3 separate regions of the Mus musculus genome follow, and all the other regions are linked to region 2. The links are chromatin contacts, called in public Hi-C and promoter capture Hi-C maps. All regions are on one chromosome and are shown on one strand. Each heading gives the region's core, a stretch centred on a gene start, on an enhancer-like site or on the middle of the called end of the contact. The rest is flanking DNA. Distances are from core to core; before and after follow the strand shown.

Region 1 (3,107 bases), core at 75-2,574, 110 kb before region 2:
CAGTTGACCAAGAAATAGCACAGCAGGAAACCATGATGACCATGCCTACAAAAGAAAAACAAAAAACACACTAGGTTAGAAATGGTAACAGTAATATTAGTAACAATAAACTAGCATGTGCCCTGCATGCTGTAGCAGTGTAGACACATGCCATAGCTTATATGTCTAATTCTTCGATATCCCCACATTGCATTAGTAGAGCTGAGGAAAATTGAAGAAATATATTCCTTGACTCTTATTGTGCAACTAGAAAGTGATGGAACTAATATTTATTGGTAGGCTAATCAACTGTATCATACTACTTTAGAATTATCTTGAATAGATTCAATAAATAATACCTTGGCTAAACACTACAATTGTAAGTCTTGGTTTTCTACACTATTTGGCTTTAACCCTATACCATACTTAATTCACTGGGAGATAGCTTAATGGATTATGAGACAGATAAAAAGAAAATTTAACATAAGTATACATCATTAACAAAATAATTTTTCAGAACCTACAGACTCTACATCATATGAACAAACAGACTCCAAAATTTACAAAGTTCTATAGATTTGGCACCTTTACCAGCACACAGCAGAAGTTCATTACTGTTCTGAAAATACAAGTCATTACTACCTCACTCAAAGCAGAGGATGGTTTAAAAAGTGAAGCAAATAGAAGCAAAGACAGAAAGAAATAGTCACAGAGAATATAGAATATGAGTCCTTTCGGGTACTTAGTATCTGAGGTCTATACATGTACAGCCAGATTTCCAATGTCATTTCTTGACAAATCTTCTTACAAACGTCTTTCTCCTCTCTTGATTTTGGCACAAAACACTAAGAACCTGGACTTAACTTTTCTCCTATTCTTTAATTACAATACTGCTTTCTCCTAAATTATCTGGTGTGTTGGGTTTTTGGTTTTTTTCAATGTTATATCTATGGCTGTCTGGCCTGCATGCGCCTGGTGCCCATGGAGGTCAGAAGAGGGCACTGATCTCCTGGAGCTGGAGTTAGGGATAATCATGAGTCATCGCATGGCTTTTGGAACCTGAACCTGAACCTTGTGCAAGAGCAGTAAATACTCTTAACTGCTAACCTATCTTTCCTGCCCATGTGATGTGTTTTTATATTGGGGGATGTTTTTTTTTTGGGGGGGGGGGCTTGGCTTTGTTTTGTTTAGTTTTGTTTTTTGCTTTGTTTTGCTTTGCTTTCCTTTGTTTTTGCTGTGTTTTGTTTTGTTTTGTTTTGTTTTGTTTTGTTTTGTGAAACAGAGTCCACTATGTAGTCCAGGGTAGTTTTAAACTCAAGTTAAGCTGTGTGCTTCCAGCTCCTGAGTGCTGGGATTACAAGTGTACACCACCATGCCTGGCTTTAATCTCCACCAAATTAATGCATATGCATAGTTTTAAAAGTTCTACAGTCCTTGAAGAACCCAGCAGTCACTCGCTTTAGCTCCCTTGACAGTGAGCTGTAACCCCCAGAAGATGTCCCTTAGAGCTCCCCTAGTTGTCCCTTTGACACACGCTGTCATAGTTCTACACAAAGCACAGTCTGAGTTTATCTGTAGTGGACCTGCTCACTCACTTCCCATTCAGAGAAAGGAAAGCTTGGCACATATAAATATGGCCGTCCTCCAGCCCTCTCCCTCCAACTCCCCAAAGAGAAACAAAATGGTGTTTAGCAAAAATCTTCAATGTTCACTTAATCATAACGACATCAGTAGGGCTTGTGTTGGCTTGGGGCTATTTTTTTTTAACCTCTCAGAAACTATATCTTCTTCTTTTAGAGCATTTTTGCTTCCTGTAATTAGCATTTGCCTTCCTTCACACTTGATTTCTGTCTCCCACACTCTGAGAAGTCATCAAAACTGATGACTCCTGTTTGTGAGACTCAGAAAAGCCCTCAGGGTACAAACGCCTTATTAGTTCTAGTCAGGCTGAGAGCATTCCCACTTCCATATATTACATCAGATATTTTTCTGAGAGCATCCTCAGTTCCATATGTTACCTCAGATATTTTGCATTTAGGAAAGTCTTTCTAAGTATCGTATACAATGCCATGTTTTCAGTGGAAGGGTTGCCTATGAATCCTTTAGTCCTTAAGTGAGAAAGCTGATGCTCATAGCCTACTTCCCATCTACTTCCCATGCTGAGTGGAGAGATGAGTTCCCAGACAGCAGGGCAGGAGAGGTCCTGGGTGGGCAGATGTTCCCTGCTGGAGCTTAGAACAGACTCATTTTGCTCAGTGAATGGCTGCCCTTCTCCATATCTGAACAGATGTAGCCTCTGAGTTGTGAGGAGAGGGTCTCCACTGACACCATCCTGCCATGCTTAGCAAACTGAGAAGCAACAAGCACTCCTTTTCCATGTGCCTTAGGGTACTCAGTGCAGCCACTACCCAGAGCTAGAATAAACAAGATGGTATACTATGTTAAGATGACAGACAACCCAGGAGGACTTCAGACTAAATTCTTCCAGGCTCTGCCCACCCTCCACACCCTCTGCCCAAAGATTGAAATATAGATAAAATTGGACTTTGGAGCCTGAGTCTGTCATCCTGCTCTTTCATGCAGCTGGGCCAATCAGTGATCAAAGAAACCAACCTCATCACTATTGGCCCTTTGCCACTAATGACTTTGTAACTAGAGAACTCACAACTCCCCCTTTTTCAGACAACCCTCAAGATTTAATTTCTTAGAGATAGTCCTCTTCACCCCACTTAAGATGATTTCGAAGAACCCTTGTAGTTCTCCTCACCACAGACAGAGGCCAGGAAAGAGGCCAGGAAACTGGTTCCTGGTCCCACAGAGGAACTCACCAAGCAGCTATTGATACTAGCTTTTCTTAATCCACCCAGATTGGGACTTGAACACCACTAAAGATAGAGAGACTCTTAATCTGCCAGGTTCTGTTGGCAGATGTCAAAGCAGCTGAAAGACAGCCACTAATTTGGCCAAAGACAATGCAAAAGAGCAATAGTTCTAGCCTTTATTAACTAGACAACCCCAGATATCAGGAAACTCCAAAGGGTTCAAGAACAAGAAACTGGAATTTAAAAGATAATGACCAAAAAAAAAGTGTTTAATAAAGACAGAAAAATAGGGAAAAAAAGACAGGT
Region 2 (3,133 bases), core at 351-2,850:
TTCTAGATGGGGAGCAAGTGGGAACTGACCTGGAACTAAGTAAAACACAATGTTAACCAGAAAGGAAAATAATAGCTAAGTCTAGTGCCCCGCTCTCTTGAGCCTTGAAGAAGCCCCTTGGATAATTGAGGTGGACGCCATCACCCTCCCAACAAATGAAACCTACTGGCTTTGCTTCCTCGTCAGCTGTCCTAAGCTTCTCCTCCTGGTGCTTCAGCTCCACTTAACACATTGCACTTTTAAAATATTTTAAAAAGATTCTCTCTCCAGCATGAGAATGTAAGCCCATAATGATCAGTTAATTTGACATTTCCCTTATGTTCTGAATCCCCAGTGAAGTTTCTACTAGGTCAACTCTCTATCCTTACTTGTTGAGCCAATGGATACATAAGTAAGGGAATTGAGCCTCATAGAAGTAACTTGTCTGTAGAAACACAGGCAATAAGTTGAGCATAATAATAAATTGACGCAATAACCACTTTTTTTTTTTTGATTTTTCAAAACAGGGTTTCTTTGTGTAGTCCTGGTTATCCTGGAACTCACTCTATAAACCAGGCGGGCCTCGAACTCAGAAATCCGCCTGCCTATGCCTCCCAAGTACTGGGATTAAAGGCCCGTGTGACCACTGCCGGCAGTAACCACCTTTTTAAACTACCATGATTACACTGGAAATGTAATATTCCAGGCCAGGCCCCCTCCTGGCTATACTATAGCGGTGGGAATAGGGAAAGAGACTGAATTGCCTGGATTTGGTGCTATATTAGATGTCAAAAGGCTAATAAAAAGATGCAACCTAGGATTTTAGCTTCTGGACTGGGCAAGTAGTGCACTTTTTCAGAAAAAAATAAATACCCCGGGTTAAACAGAAGTAGGAGAGTGGAGGATTTGGCAAGGGATCCCTTTTCACGATTTCTTGGGATTCCTAAGTAGTGTTAATACCATGTAACAAGTAAATCTAAACTTCCAGTGGGGACCGGGGAGTTGGACAGGACAGAAAAGAGCTTAACTCTGAGGTAAGCAAGCGTTTAACACTTAGGGGATTTTTGGTTTGGTTTGGTTTTGGTTTTTGATTTTTGACTTAGAAACAAGATGCTTCTATGTAGCCCTGGATGGTATTAAACTCAGAGCACTTCTCCTGCCTCAGCGTCCCAAACAATGGGACTACAGGAGTCAACCACTAGCTCATCCACAGCAACGTTGGAAGGCTCAAACTCGCGAAAAGCCCTTGAACAAGCAGGCTACTTCGTTTTTCCAAATTTTCTAGACGGTGGCTATCGCTTACACAAGTGGCCAACAAGTGTGGAACGTGGTAGCACCAAGGCCAGGGTGGGTCGGGAGGGCGCGAAGGCACCCAGCAGCCGTGCATGCTGCAGCAGCACGCGAAGGTATGAACCATTCCCAGGAAGCTCGCGCCCCAAACGACTCCCAACTCCCAGCGCGAAACCTCCGCGCGCCACTCGCGTTCCGCGACCTCCAGCCCACAGGGGGCGCTGTGGGCCACCAGGTGCGGCCACGGCGCGAGCGCGCGGTTTCTTCCTGGTGCGCATGCTCGCCACCGCTGCAGGCTGGCCTTTTTTTTTTTTTTTTTTTTTTTTTTTTTTTTTTTTTTTTTCTCGGGCCGCCCCGGCGGCTGCGTACTGGCTGTGGGATGGGAAGTGAAGCCCCAGCGAGCGGCTGCGGCGGGGCTGTGCGGAGCAGCCAGCGGGAGGCGGCGGCGCGGCGGTGAGCAGCCGAGAGCTCGGAGCGGGGCGGAGGAAGCACCTGCAGGCACAGGCGGCGGCTCCACCATGGCGATTCGCAAGAAGAGCAACAAGAACCCGCCGCTGCTGAGCCACGAATTCTTGCTGCAGAATCACGCGGACATCGTCTCCTGCCTGGCGATGCTTTTCCTGCTGGGGCTTATGTTCGAGGTGAGCCCTCCTTCCCGGACCCCGGACCCCTGGCCAGGCCCGCCGACCCTAGCGTACCCGGCCGGAGCTGCGCAGCCCCCCGCGGCCCTGCAGCCCTGGCCCGGTCCGGCCCGCCGCCCCCTCCCGCGCCGCGCAGTTCCTGCTTCCCGCGAAGGGTTACGTGGCAGCCGGCGAGGGGCCGGCGGGGGTGGCGGGCGCGGCCGTGCTGGCCCTGCGCGATGGGCGGACCCGGGGCCGGGGCAGCGGGGCCGGATGACTAACAGGGACCCCTGCTCGACCCCGACCCACGGCCTCGGCCGCTGCCTGCGCGGAGGGCGAGGACCGGGTGTTCGAACCCGGTGGCCCCCTGCCCGCCGACGGCCGCTCGTCCAACTTTCCGCCTGGGCTCTGGACTCTGGGTTCCCGGAGCATCGGGTCTGATCCCGATGCGAGGCTCGCAACAGCTGTGTTGAGGAGTTGAGCGATTTCCTTTCTTGAAGCAGAGGCGATGAGACTGTCAGGAGTGTGTAAATTCTCTTCCCACAGATCTGAGTATTTTGATGACTTATTTAACAGCTGTTGAATGTGGGTAATAAAGTTTGCAAGGTGAACCTGTAACATCCTACGGGTTTTTTTTTTTTTTCCACCTTCCTCAGTACTTCCGCCCACTCCCCTCCCCCTTCCATTTTTTTTTTTTTTATCTGTAAGCCACTGAGTCTCATTAAATATATTGATATATTGATGATTACCATTTTGTCTCCTCTCTCCCTGGCATGTAACCTAGTGAGGATAAATATTTTGTCATCCATTTTTACTAGTCTTTTTCCGCTGTGAAGAATCGAGCTTTAAAGGTTTGAGTTGAAAGCAAGGAACTAATGAAATGAGACAGCCAGTGATGAAAAGTGATTACGATTTTGTTTTTTGTTTTCCATGGAGCCAATTTGGTGTCATTAGATAATTTTCTATGTTATATGATGTTTTTTCTCTTCCAAAAGTCTTTTCTGAATCTACATGTAAGTACTTCTTGTTCTTGATAGTGTCACAGATGGTTGTAGCCACTTAACTAAGGAGGGTTGCAGGGTGAAGGGCAAATAGAACTAGTCAGAACGCTTACTAGATAACCCAACTCAGATACGCTGTTCATCCTCCCTTACATCGCTTGTACAGGCCTCACAGCTGCCGTTTGAGGAATCAGGTAATTCGGCTTAGAGAAGTTTGACAGTATTATATGAGTGGGTGGTATT
Region 3 (3,025 bases), core at 130-2,629, 68 kb after region 2:
ACAGATATGAGAAGAATCAGCCCATTGTGGCTTGTGCAACCTCTTCACATGTGGTCCAGGACGGTATAAGAAAGCAGACTGGGCAAGCCATGTGGAGGTAGCCTGCAAGCAGCACCCTGGTGGCCTCTCCTTCAGTTTTGGCCTTAGGATTCTGTCTTGAGTTCCTGCCCTGACTTCCCTCATAATGGAGGTTGGCCCATGAGCTGTAAGTTGCTTATAACAGCAATAGAAACTATAACCAGGACAGACAGAAACTATACAGGAAGAAGTGAACAATTAAAAAAAGAAAGAAAGAGTAAGTTATGCAAGAATACATCTATAGGATGTACAGAGTTGGTTGTCAGTCAAAAACTAATGCCTGAAAACCAAACCAGCAAGTCAGCTACAGGAAGAAGTCACAACCGCTGTTCTGTATCTTTTAACACACACACACACACACACACACACACACACACACACACACACACACAAACACACACACACACACACACACACCCCTAGACACATACATGCATATATATATATATATACACATACATAAACATACACCTATACACATATATAAACACACACCTATACATATACATAAATATACAAACACACACCTACCTACATACATACATACATACATACATATACATATATACACATACCTGCATACATGCATATGCAAAAATATACACATATATAAACACATACAAACTACAAATGGAATTTTGTCAGCTATAACTTTATGAGAGCAGGTCTCCTTTTAGCTTGTCACTTAAACTTTTCAGTAGTTACAAATAAAAAAAAACCCTTAGTCCATTGGGCTTAGAGTATTCTGGGCCTTGTAATAGGCCTAATTTAAAAGGCAGTGGGGATGCTGGAGAGATGTCTCAATACTTAAGAGTATTGTTGCTCTTGCAGAAGACCTGAGTTCCATTCCCAGTACCCACATAATGGTTCATACATAACTGCAGTACCAGGGGAATCCAATAAGCACACATAGTGTACATACATGCATATGAGCAAAATATTCACACAGACATGAATCAATAAATAATTTTTTAAAACGGCAGTGGGTGTGGGTTAGCCTGACTGGAGTGATAGTTTGCCCTCCTTTGGGCTTCAAGCACGATCAGTAATTCCTATTGTCCTCCTATTTCTCTAAGTCTCTCCTAGATCCTGTTCTCCATAAAGAAGTAGCAAACTAGGAGGTTCATGAGCTCGTGGGACTCTGCAAATCAGCCTCTACCTGGAACACAAGTGTCCTTTGACCTCACCTTTTTTCCACTCTCCTTTTCAAAGACAAATTGGACTTTGGATGGGGGGTGAGGTACTGTCCTAGGTGTGGTCCATGCCACAGTTCCTTCACAGGATGGGGACAGTGGCTTCCAAGAGAAGTTTCTACTTTCTCTTTCCTCTATTGTTTTAGGTGACTTGTTTCCTCAGTTGTTTAAAGTGACTTGTAAAACCAAAACCAAAACCAAACCAAAACCAAAACCCAGAATCTTTAGAAAAAGCTGATGATCAGTACAAAAGTTTTGATGAGTCCAACGACCACACAGCAGCAAATGAACCCCACGCAGAGCCATCCTTTACCCCCTTCTCCGCCTTGTCTCTACGCTTTCACAGTTTCATACCTGCTATGTTAATTTGCTTAGATGGCCATAAGAATGCCAAAGGCCAGCGACTTAACCAATAACCACATTGACATTTGTTTGCATTTAAATTTTACCATTCTGAAAACTGTTTAAGACCAATCTGCTGGCTGGGCAGTGGTGGTGCACGCCTTTAATCCCAGCACTTGGGAGGCAGAGGCAGGTGGATTTCTGAGTTCGAGGCCAGCCTGGTCTACAAAGTGAGTTCCAGAACAGCCAGGGCTACACAGAGAAAGAAACCCTGTCTCGAAAAACCAAAAAAAAAAAAAGACCAATGTGCTGGCTGGGCACCCAAGACATCTTCTCCTTCCTTTTATTTTTATTTCTTTATTTACTTATCTATTTTTGCATGCAGGGTTTCTCTTTGTAACCCTGGCTGTCCTGGAATTCATTCTGTAGACCAGGCTGGCCTATAACTCAGCAATCCATCTGCCTCTGCCTCTGCATGTGCCACCACACCCTGCTCAAACTCTTCTTTTCTATCTCTCACAAGAAGAGAGACTCTTAGCTGCTTCTTCCTCTTTTTACAAAGGCAGTAATCTCACTGACATAGGCTCCATCCTTATGACCTCATTTAGCTTTAGTTACCTCCACAAAAGCCCTATTTATCCTCAAGCCTTGTCACAATTCGGGTTGAGACTTCAACGAATGAATTCAGGAAGAATTAATTGATAATACCCACTTTTGTATTCTTTCTGCTATTTAGCAACCTACTTGACATTTCTGTAAAGACCCAGTTGTTTTCATAATTATTTAATCTCAATTTAGGGTTTCTGCCCTGCTTTTATCATTCAGTTCCCAGATAAAAGACAAATAACTTTTATTTTTATGGTAAAACTTAGTCAACACTAGAGCTGGGCAGATATCTACCCTCTATGCTATTAGAATCTATTTCCCCATCAATATCCCTGAAATATAACTTGCAATGTTCCATTTGCACTGCTCTTAACCCCAATTGTTCAGCCCTCAGGCCACACATTTTTAACTCACTTACCCAATGGTGGCTTCCTCCTCTCTCCTGCTTCTTCTCCTCAGACTCCCAAGCCTGGGAACTCAAGAACACTGCCTATCTCTCTTCTGCCCAGCTATTGGCTGTGGCATCTCTATTCATTAGTCAGTGGTAACTGAGGGGCAAGGCTATATAGTGTCACTTGAGTATATGGAGACTCTTTTTCCCCTAGAGGCAACCAGGCCTGTGGGCCAGTATTTAGTATTACACTATAAGAAGAAGACCAAAGCTCAACAATTTTCCTTTTTTGTCTAATTAAAAAGCCTCATTCTCTTATAATAATCAACAACATATAGTAGAAACAATTATGAAAATTATTAGTAAGAGTTATATTTTAAAAGTCTAGTCTTGCTGGGCATGGTGGCACACACCT

The links. Promoter capture Hi-C pulls out the DNA fragments that hold promoters and counts their contacts. Hi-C and Micro-C count contacts between places; a contact is called where the count stands out from the background.
Region 1: a contact with region 2 is called in a promoter capture Hi-C map of liver, with 2.2 times the contacts expected there. The contact joins the enhancer-like site here to the promoter of Tram1 in region 2. A contact is called at or near these places in 1 of 39 promoter capture datasets (liver), 1 of 15 datasets of contacts at CTCF or cohesin (large pre-B cells), 3 of 484 Hi-C or Micro-C datasets (liver and nephron progenitors) and 1 of 115 datasets of contacts at active chromatin or transcription factors (DN3 thymocytes).
Region 3: a contact with region 2 is called in a Hi-C map of CD4 T cells, with 3 times the contacts expected there. The contact joins the enhancer-like site here to the promoter of Tram1 in region 2. A contact is called at or near these places in 1 of 15 datasets of contacts at CTCF or cohesin (the G1E-ER4 cell line), 3 of 484 Hi-C or Micro-C datasets (CD4 T cells, embryonic stem cells and liver), 3 of 115 datasets of contacts at active chromatin or transcription factors (effector CD8 T cells and embryonic stem cells) and 2 of 9 other capture datasets (adipose tissue and liver).

Annotation. Positions count from the first base shown.
Region 1 is chr1:13,697,693-13,700,799 of GRCm38.p6, reverse strand. It overlaps Xkr9 (X-linked Kx blood group related 9), which reads right to left. Exons shown (of 4, transcript NM_001011873.2): 4 at 1-45. Among named protein-coding and RNA genes, the nearest start is that of Xkr9, 30 kb to the right of the region's middle. Within about 2 kb of position 1,324, at least 4 of the 459 cell types and tissues checked have an H3K27ac peak or open chromatin away from gene starts, as enhancers often do. A contact at or near this core is called in liver, where this site is marked.
Region 2 is chr1:13,588,377-13,591,509 of GRCm38.p6, reverse strand. Tram1 (translocating chain-associating membrane protein 1) reads left to right here and starts at 1,600. Exons shown (of 11, transcript NM_028173.5): 1 at 1,600-1,910. The coding sequence starts at 1,788.
Region 3 is chr1:13,520,230-13,523,254 of GRCm38.p6, reverse strand. No RefSeq gene overlaps it. Among named protein-coding and RNA genes, the nearest start is that of Tram1, 68 kb to the left of the region's middle. Within about 2 kb of position 1,379, at least 11 of the 459 cell types and tissues checked have an H3K27ac peak or open chromatin away from gene starts, as enhancers often do.